Linked DNA regions of Hordeum vulgare: region 2 is linked to region 1. The links are chromatin contacts, called in public Hi-C maps. All regions are on one chromosome and are shown on one strand. The core of a region is the stretch at or near the end of the contact, and the rest is flanking DNA. Distances in the headings are between cores, read along the strand shown.

Region 1 (3,982 bases), core at 499-2,998:
TGCCTTAATTAAAAACGTCTGAACACTAGGTGAACTTTTTCTGGAAAGTTATCAAAAAAGTTTAAAGTTAGGCTAAAAAGATTACAAATCATGTGAACACTATGCCTTACACATAGTAGCACACCCGAAAGTAAGAGGCCACCAAATCCTATATCCGTTCAGAGTTTTCTTTTTGACCGATGGGAGAATATCATACGAAAACCAACATTCGATGAAAATCGTTGAAAATCATATGAAAAATACATTTTGAAGTTTCAAAAAAAGTAAAAAAATATGAAATGCTAAAAGGATGACGTTTTATAGCCACGCAAAATTTCAAATTGATACAGATTACGGGATACGAGCTATGAAAAAGATCAAATCAGCTTTGAATAGTGCCAAATAGTATTGTCACTATTTAGGCTGAAATTTATCTTTTTCATAGCTCACATGTGGTGATGTGTTTCAACTTGATACTTTCTGTGACAATAAAACATCATCCTCTTAACATTTCATGTTTGTTTCAGATTTTTTCAAAACTTAAAATATGGTTTTCACAAAGTTTTTATTGAATATTGGTTTTCTAATGATATTCTCCCTTGCCTGATTTGCGCAGCTAAGAGGTCAAATTTCTATGATGATCCCCCAAAGTTTAGTACCTGCAGAGATTCTAAAACGTCTTACTGCACATATGCTGTTCTGGGACCGCAACACGGCAAGACTACCTAATTCCTCAGAATTCACTGTCACTGTAAAAAAAAAAACTAATTCCTCAGAATTCCTCAAAAGAAAAAAAAAGAAAAAAACACGATTGCTGAGAACGCTATACTTCACGGTTCCTGCTCGGGAAACGAATCTCTTCATCTAGGGATGAAATTTCACACTATTGCTATCCGGAAAAAAGAAAAAAAAACGTAACGTTATCAAATCTGTTAGCAAACATGAACTCAAAAAGGCTAAAAAGTTGATGGCAACGTTCGGGGGTAGAATATGCTTAGCTTTTTCAGAGGCATAACTTTCACGTCGACTGATTATGCATTTATGCTCCGTAGGCGGTCTGATTTTTTTTAGCTATCCCTCCCAGCAACTTTAGGCCTACGGTAGTCAGCCTGACAGCAATTGCTCGGCTTTGCTGGGAGCGTACTGTCCGACGTGGTTCAATAATGCTTGGTAGTTGAAGCATAGGTTCCTTTGCTATCAGCCCATAGAGAATGTGTTATCCTTGTGGTTGTATTCGATTTCACTTCCTGCTGCTTAAAGCAATCAGGGCCGCCATGTTGAATTTATTTATTTTTTTGACGTGCAAGGCAGGTGCACAGCTAATTTTATTAAAAGAGAAGAAACAAAAACAGAGTGGTTCGGTTTATATGAGAAACTAGACCGAGAACTATACATCAAACGATTGATCAAGGGACAATTGTGCAAACACCCACAACCATGTCGACATCAGCCTACTTAAACTTCATCATCAACATGCCCACAACCCGAAGATGTATGGGTGAACTCTTCGACGTCTTCAAAATGGGTAAATTAAGAGAAGATGGCTGGCTCAAGTGTGCGTCTCTGCAGCTTTAACTGTGGATCGAATCCGATCACTGCCACGCGGAGCGCCTCTGCCTATTCTGCACTACCTGCAACTACATTGCCTTCGCTTCAAGCATACTGCCATGGCTGCTTTCTGCTCTCCACGCTCTTCTTAGAGAGACACCATCTGTACTCCTCCTCGGTTTTCAGCTGTCATTGAACCCATAATTTGCATTATCCATCCGATGCCATTTTGCTCTCAGACAGTAGAAGATACCGGTAGCTTCCGAACAGACGTAGCCATGTGAAAGTGACACATAGCTCCACATTTTCTCTTTTTCATAGTGCATCGATGCCTTTGCTTATTTTATTGTGCAAAGTGAGGTCCAGCGAGTGGATCCACCCCTTTAACACCTCATTAAGGCCAAGGAAAGTCCAAACTCAGTTGCCCTTGTCCATGCTTTTCCTTTTCCAGAAAGGTGGTGATTTGGTTATCCCACTCGTCATGTATCCGATCACTGTGTTCTCATCGTTGCCATGATGCTGTTAGTTTATTGGCCAATCACTAAAAAAGTTGTTCAACGTAAAATGAACCTTGTATCACGCTCCTGACTAATTCCTTCACCTTTGCCGCCCTTGTTGTTTTTTCACGTCTGAAGTCTTGTATTACATAGTCATGCGGACAAATTTATTATTTTGACCCTTTTTCTTAACCTAAGCACGATATAACCTTATGTATAAAAAAAAATCGGATCTAATCCTTTTTCTACCGTCGTCATCTTTGACGGTAGGGTAGCACATCCTACCGTCAAGGCCTTTGACGGTAAGACTTACCTATGCCGTCACTTTTATTTTATACGAAAAAGACCCTACCGTCATGGTCTGTGAAAGTAGGATGTGTAACCCTACCGCCATAGTTTCTGGCGGTAGGGACCTGCATGTAAATGTCATCTTATTATAATTGCACGCAGGTTTCTGAGAGAGTCCGGGATTAAGGGGTCCTCGGTCCGCTTACTTATTTTGATGGGCCGAACTCATGGGATGTCTTGTAATTAATAGTAGAACCCGAATTATGAGATGTACTGTGTCCGAAACAGACTTTTTCGAAGACTTGGTATGCGCTCCAAGAAAAGACGATAATCGACACGTTTCCTTCTTTTTCTAATCGATATCGTGTAACCCTAATACCCTGGTATCTATATAAACTAGAGAGCCTTAGCTCATAGGACAAGTTAAGATCATTACTTCTAAGGTTTTAGATCACAACATACGATCTTGAGGTAGATTAACTCTGTACTCGATACTCCATCCTCAATATAAACAAGAACGGGACATAGGATTTTACCTTCATCAAGAGGGCCCGAACCTGGGTAAACATCTTCTCCTTCGTCTCCTGTTACCATCAAACCAAGATCCACAGTTCGAGACCCACTATCCGAGTTCTGTCGGTTTTGACACCGACAGTCCCTACCGCCACAGACTATGGCGGTAGGGTCTATTTTCGCGATAAACGGACATGACAGTTTAAGTAAGTCCTACTGCCAAAGGCCTTGGCGGTAGGATGTGCTACCCTACCGTCAAAGACGATGATGATAGAAAAAGGGTCAAATCCAAAATTATTTTACACATAGAATTAAATCGTGCTAAACTAACAAAAAAGATCAAAACAGTGAAATTACCTCGCCATGCTCAACTTTTATCAGTTTAATCTGGAGGCAGAGTGGCACCACAGCTCCCCAATCCAAAGATATTATTACTGCAGTGCTGTGTAACCGTTTTCAGAAAGTGTAGGTGAACAAGATCACACTATAAATGTACAGCGTCCTTGCCCATACTTAGAATCATTTGTTTGTGGCATAAATATATTCAAGTTCACTGTAGCCACCGTGTTGTTTTGTAGCGTAGGCCATTTGCAGAAACAGGACCATCTGTAACTTGTGGCAAAATTGACAAAAATTATCCCTGAGGGAAAGAACTTACGGAGTGACCCTTCGGGGAAAATATGTCACCCGGCTGACCCATTTGTGTGGCGCCCGATACCTAGGCGCCACACTACACTGTGTGACGCCTAGCCGTTCGGCGCCACACCCTCCGACCACCTGGCAGAGAGGGCCCACCCCCAGACCATGTGACGCCTAAGCCTCAGACGTCACACATTGTAATGTGTGGCGCCGAGCGCTTAGGCGCCACACAATGACTTATACAGCCACGGGCCAGCCCCCCTCCCCACCCCCACCCCATTCCCCTCCCTCATTCAAACAAAAGCAGAAACGGTTGCGGTTGGCTCTCTTCCAATCCCTAATCCCCTTCCCCATCTCCTTCAGATCTGATGATTTCTTCCTTGGATTGATCCCCCAAGGTTGGCTACTAGGTAATCTCTTCCGTTTCCCATCCTTCTATCCAAGTGGAATAGGTTTTTGTTGAGTAGATTGATTTGAGTAGTTAGGATATGAATTCTTAGGATTTTACTAGTTAGGAT
Region 2 (3,666 bases), core at 637-3,136, 160 kb before region 1:
CGCTGGGGCGCCCTTGGGTGGGCGGCTGGAAAACCGGGCCCCCACGCCATTTTTAACGCTAATAGATCCTCAGACAAAGCTATTTGGGACCACTGAAGGTCGAACGGCTGCAGATGCTCTGACCGTGAGACCACACGAAGAGGTAGAACGGCACCGGGGAGAGAACGAGGAACTCTAGAGCGGACTGCTACTTGTTAATAACCAGGCGTGTCCAGTACATTCAGTCGCCTTAACTATACGTATTACTTTTCAGATCAAAGTCCCTCATTAGGTCAAAAAATTGGAGCCAACTTATTGGCACATTTGGGCTATACTACACGCGATTTCTTAGGACGTAACGTACCAGCATACCACTATAATAGCTCAGGCCCGTAGACGGGGGGACTGCACGAGCACAGAAAACTCTTATCAGGAATTCGGCCATGTATATGTGCCGTGACGCTTCACGCAACACCAATCCGTCCGTGCCTACGAAACTCGATACAACTCAGCAGCATGGACTCGACTCGACTCGAACTCGAACTCGAACTCGGTGGGCGGAACAAAGCTGCCCCCGACATGTTAGGTTGTCAACGCCTACCGTACCTGCGATTAGGCGGGCCCCGCGGTTTAGCAAGTTGGCTCCTTGTTTAATCCCTCCTATAAAACAAATCGAGACGACGCGGACGTATAACTGCTTCGGGACTAATCTACGCGGTGCAGCATTCCGAGCTTTTTCCCTGTGACCTGACAGCGATCACCCACGATATCTTGCACGCACCGAGTAGATGTCTACAATGCTCTTAGGAGCTGACACGTTGCTTCGCACATGGATCTTGCCACGGAAGAAAAGCACAATAATAGGCAGCGCCCGCAACAGCACAGTGGACAAAAACGTGTGCCCGGTGGCCTCCTCAACGGCAGAGATCAGTGTGTGCACAGCGGTAGCAGCTATCAAGATAACTGGGACGTTACAGGAGTGGGTGGGCAGACCGCCGTGCACCGGTAGCATCATCTTGCCGAATCGGTGACGGCAGAGCACGGCCCGGCTTAGGTGGAAAACGGAAAACGAACGGACAGCTCGAGAAATCCGGGCATGGGCGGTTCCATCCATCCATCCATCCATCATCGCCGGCCGACGGCACTAGAGAAAAGGCGACGGCCCTGGTTCCAGAACGCGGGGAGCATCGAAGGGATATGGTCCTCCGTTTTTAAATATAAGTCTTTTAACCGTTTTCATTAAAGGAATGACTACATACAGAACAAAATGAGTGAATCTATACTTTAAAGTATGTCTATATACATCCATATGTAGTTTTCTAGTGAATCTTTAAAAATACTTATATTATGAAACGAAGGGAGTAGTATATATGGCGGTATACGCATGCATGCACGGTTGAGGATGCATCCGATCCCTTTCGATCCACTTGCTTGCGCGGGACTGGCCAATGGGCGACGCATTTGGTGCGGCAATGGCGTCGTTAGTGGTAAACTTTTGTGCCATTTTTCTTTCTTCACTTTTGGGAGCTGAGAAAACGTGGGCTTTCGCTCTGCTTGCACCGCCTATTTTGGAGCTGAGAAAGACAAGTGTCCGGCGAATGCAATGGAATATCCCAGAGAAGCATCCACGCGGAGCGAAAATACAACTAAAAGCGGGTGTGTGCCTCTGCGTAGCACTGGCAAAAGAAATACGCTCTGTTTAGGAGAGGAGTGATCACAATTTCCCACCGGATCACGGGGATGCAACCCGAACCGGAACCGCGACGGCGACGGGCTCACAGAGAAAACGCGCCTCTTTGATGGGACTTCAGAGCTTGTTTGTGTAGGATTTGCGATTCGACCGGTCGCGACTCGCGAAACGGCCCGGGCCCGCGACGAGTCGATAAGAACGGGCCCTAGAGCTCACTGTCAAGTACGCGCCGAGTCTTCCTCCTCCCATTCTTTTTTTACTTGGCACAAGCCACAGGTGCTGCACTACTTTTCCTCGGTCTACAAAGCCTTCGCGCTCCTGCGCCGGCGAACTGCTTTCTTGCACAGCATTTCTTCCCTCCCCTGCCATCTTGCATCCACATTCCTCTCCTTTCGCCGGCCGAAGATGGCAATAGACCACGCATCCCCTCTCGCGCTCAAGAGCGGCGGCGCCACGGTAATTGATTTCTTGATGCTTGTGTCCCTCCTGCTATGTGTTCTTGGTTCTCGTTTGTTCATCCTAGACTAGTGGCGGCGCCGGGTTGAAGCTGAAATGTTGGGTGTGCAGGGAGGAGCGGAGTGCGACGAGGAGGCGGGGAACCAGCGGTGGCCGCCGTGGCTGAAGCCGCTGCTGGCGACGAGCTTCTTCGTGCAATGCCGGGTGCACGCCGACGCGCACAAGAGCGAGTGCAACATGTACTGCCTCGACTGCATCGGCGGCGCGCTCTGCTCGCTCTGCCTCGCCCACCACCGCGACCACCACGCCATCCAGGTCAGTGGACCATTCATGCACGCGGACGCCCCAATGCCGGGGTCCCGTGTCCGCCTTCTTTCCTCCCCCGTTCGATCGATTCATGCCGGTTTTCATGGTGACTGACGATGCGTATGGACGAACGGCGTGCGGGGCAGATACGGAGGTCGTCGTACCACGACGTGATCCGGGTGTCGGAGATACAGAGGGTGCTGGACATCACCGGCGTGCAGACGTACATCATCAACAGCGCGCGCGTGGTGTTCCTCAACGAGCGCCCGCAGCCGAGGCCGGGCAAGGGAGTCACCAACACCTGCGACGTCTGCGAGCGCAGCCTCCTCGACTCGTTCCGCTTCTGCTCCCTCGGATGTAAAGTATGTAGTATATGCGCTTCTCCTTACAATCCAAGCTTAATTTGGCCATGGCCTGCTGCATTGCAAGATTGTAACCAGCACTGCATCTTGTGCTCCGCAGATTGTAGGCACGTCCGGCGGCCACCGGCCGAGGAAGAAACACGGCGGCGTCGGCGGCGGCGGCAAGAAGAAGAAGAGAGCGGCGCTCAAGGACGCGCGGTCGGACTCGGAGCACTCGTGCACGAGCACAAGCGGCGGCAGCAGCGACAAGAGCAGCGTGGTGCAGAGCTTCTCGCCGTCGACCCCGCCGGCCACCTCCAGCAGCTACCGCGCCGGAAACAAGCGCCGCAAGGGCATCCCGCACCGGTCGCCGTTCGGCAGCCTCATCGTGGAGCTCTAGGACGGCACACAGAGCCAAGCGCATGTCTGGCCTGATCAACGCTCTAGCCTACTGTATACGTGACATAGCCAAGAAGGTAATAGCTGCGCGCCCTGAACGGCGATGAGCCGCCGTCGAGGGGCACACACTAATACTATAGCGTGGTACTTCCAGTTTCGAGTTTTAGCTAGTTACCACTGGTAAAACCCTAGTGTCAGACTGTAAAGTAACTTGCAACTCCATGACGACGACCAAGTTTTGCAATATACAGTATACTGTAGTGTACTCCATGCGACTATGACCATATGGTTATCGCACTAGATCGTAAATGTGCATAGATGACAGATAAATGTACCAGTAGTATGTGGAGCAGGAGGGCAGTGTGGTGTTCATGTACTGCACGAGCCATGTAATGAAAATAAGAACGCTGCTCAGCATGGCCATGTTTTGGTGTTCCCAATGCCGCAGAGCCAGGCATTGATCTGGCTGGGTGGCGGCCTTCACTCGCTCGCTCC

What was found. Hi-C and Micro-C count contacts between places; a contact is called where the count stands out from the background.
Region 2: a contact with region 1 is called in a Hi-C map of leaf, with 2.6 times the contacts expected there. The contact joins the promoter of LOC123404511 here to the enhancer-like site in region 1. A contact is called at or near these places in 4 of 6 Hi-C or Micro-C datasets (leaf and seedling) and 1 of 1 datasets of contacts at active chromatin or transcription factors (embryo).

What each region holds. Positions count from the first base shown.
Region 1 is chr6H:451,519,782-451,523,763 of MorexV3_pseudomolecules_assembly, reverse strand. No RefSeq gene overlaps it. Among protein-coding and RNA genes, the nearest start is that of LOC123401955, 93 kb to the right of the region's middle. Within about 2 kb of position 1,748, at least 3 of the 3 cell types and tissues checked have open chromatin away from gene starts, as enhancers often do. A contact at or near this core is called in leaf and seedling, where this site is marked.
Region 2 is chr6H:451,676,148-451,679,813 of MorexV3_pseudomolecules_assembly, reverse strand. It overlaps LOC123404511 (protein RGF1 INDUCIBLE TRANSCRIPTION FACTOR 1-like), which reads left to right and starts at 1,886. Exons shown (of 4, transcript XM_045098441.1): 1 at 1,886-2,125; 2 at 2,237-2,440; 3 at 2,578-2,793; 4 at 2,894-3,594. The coding sequence starts at 2,075. The coding sequence ends at 3,172.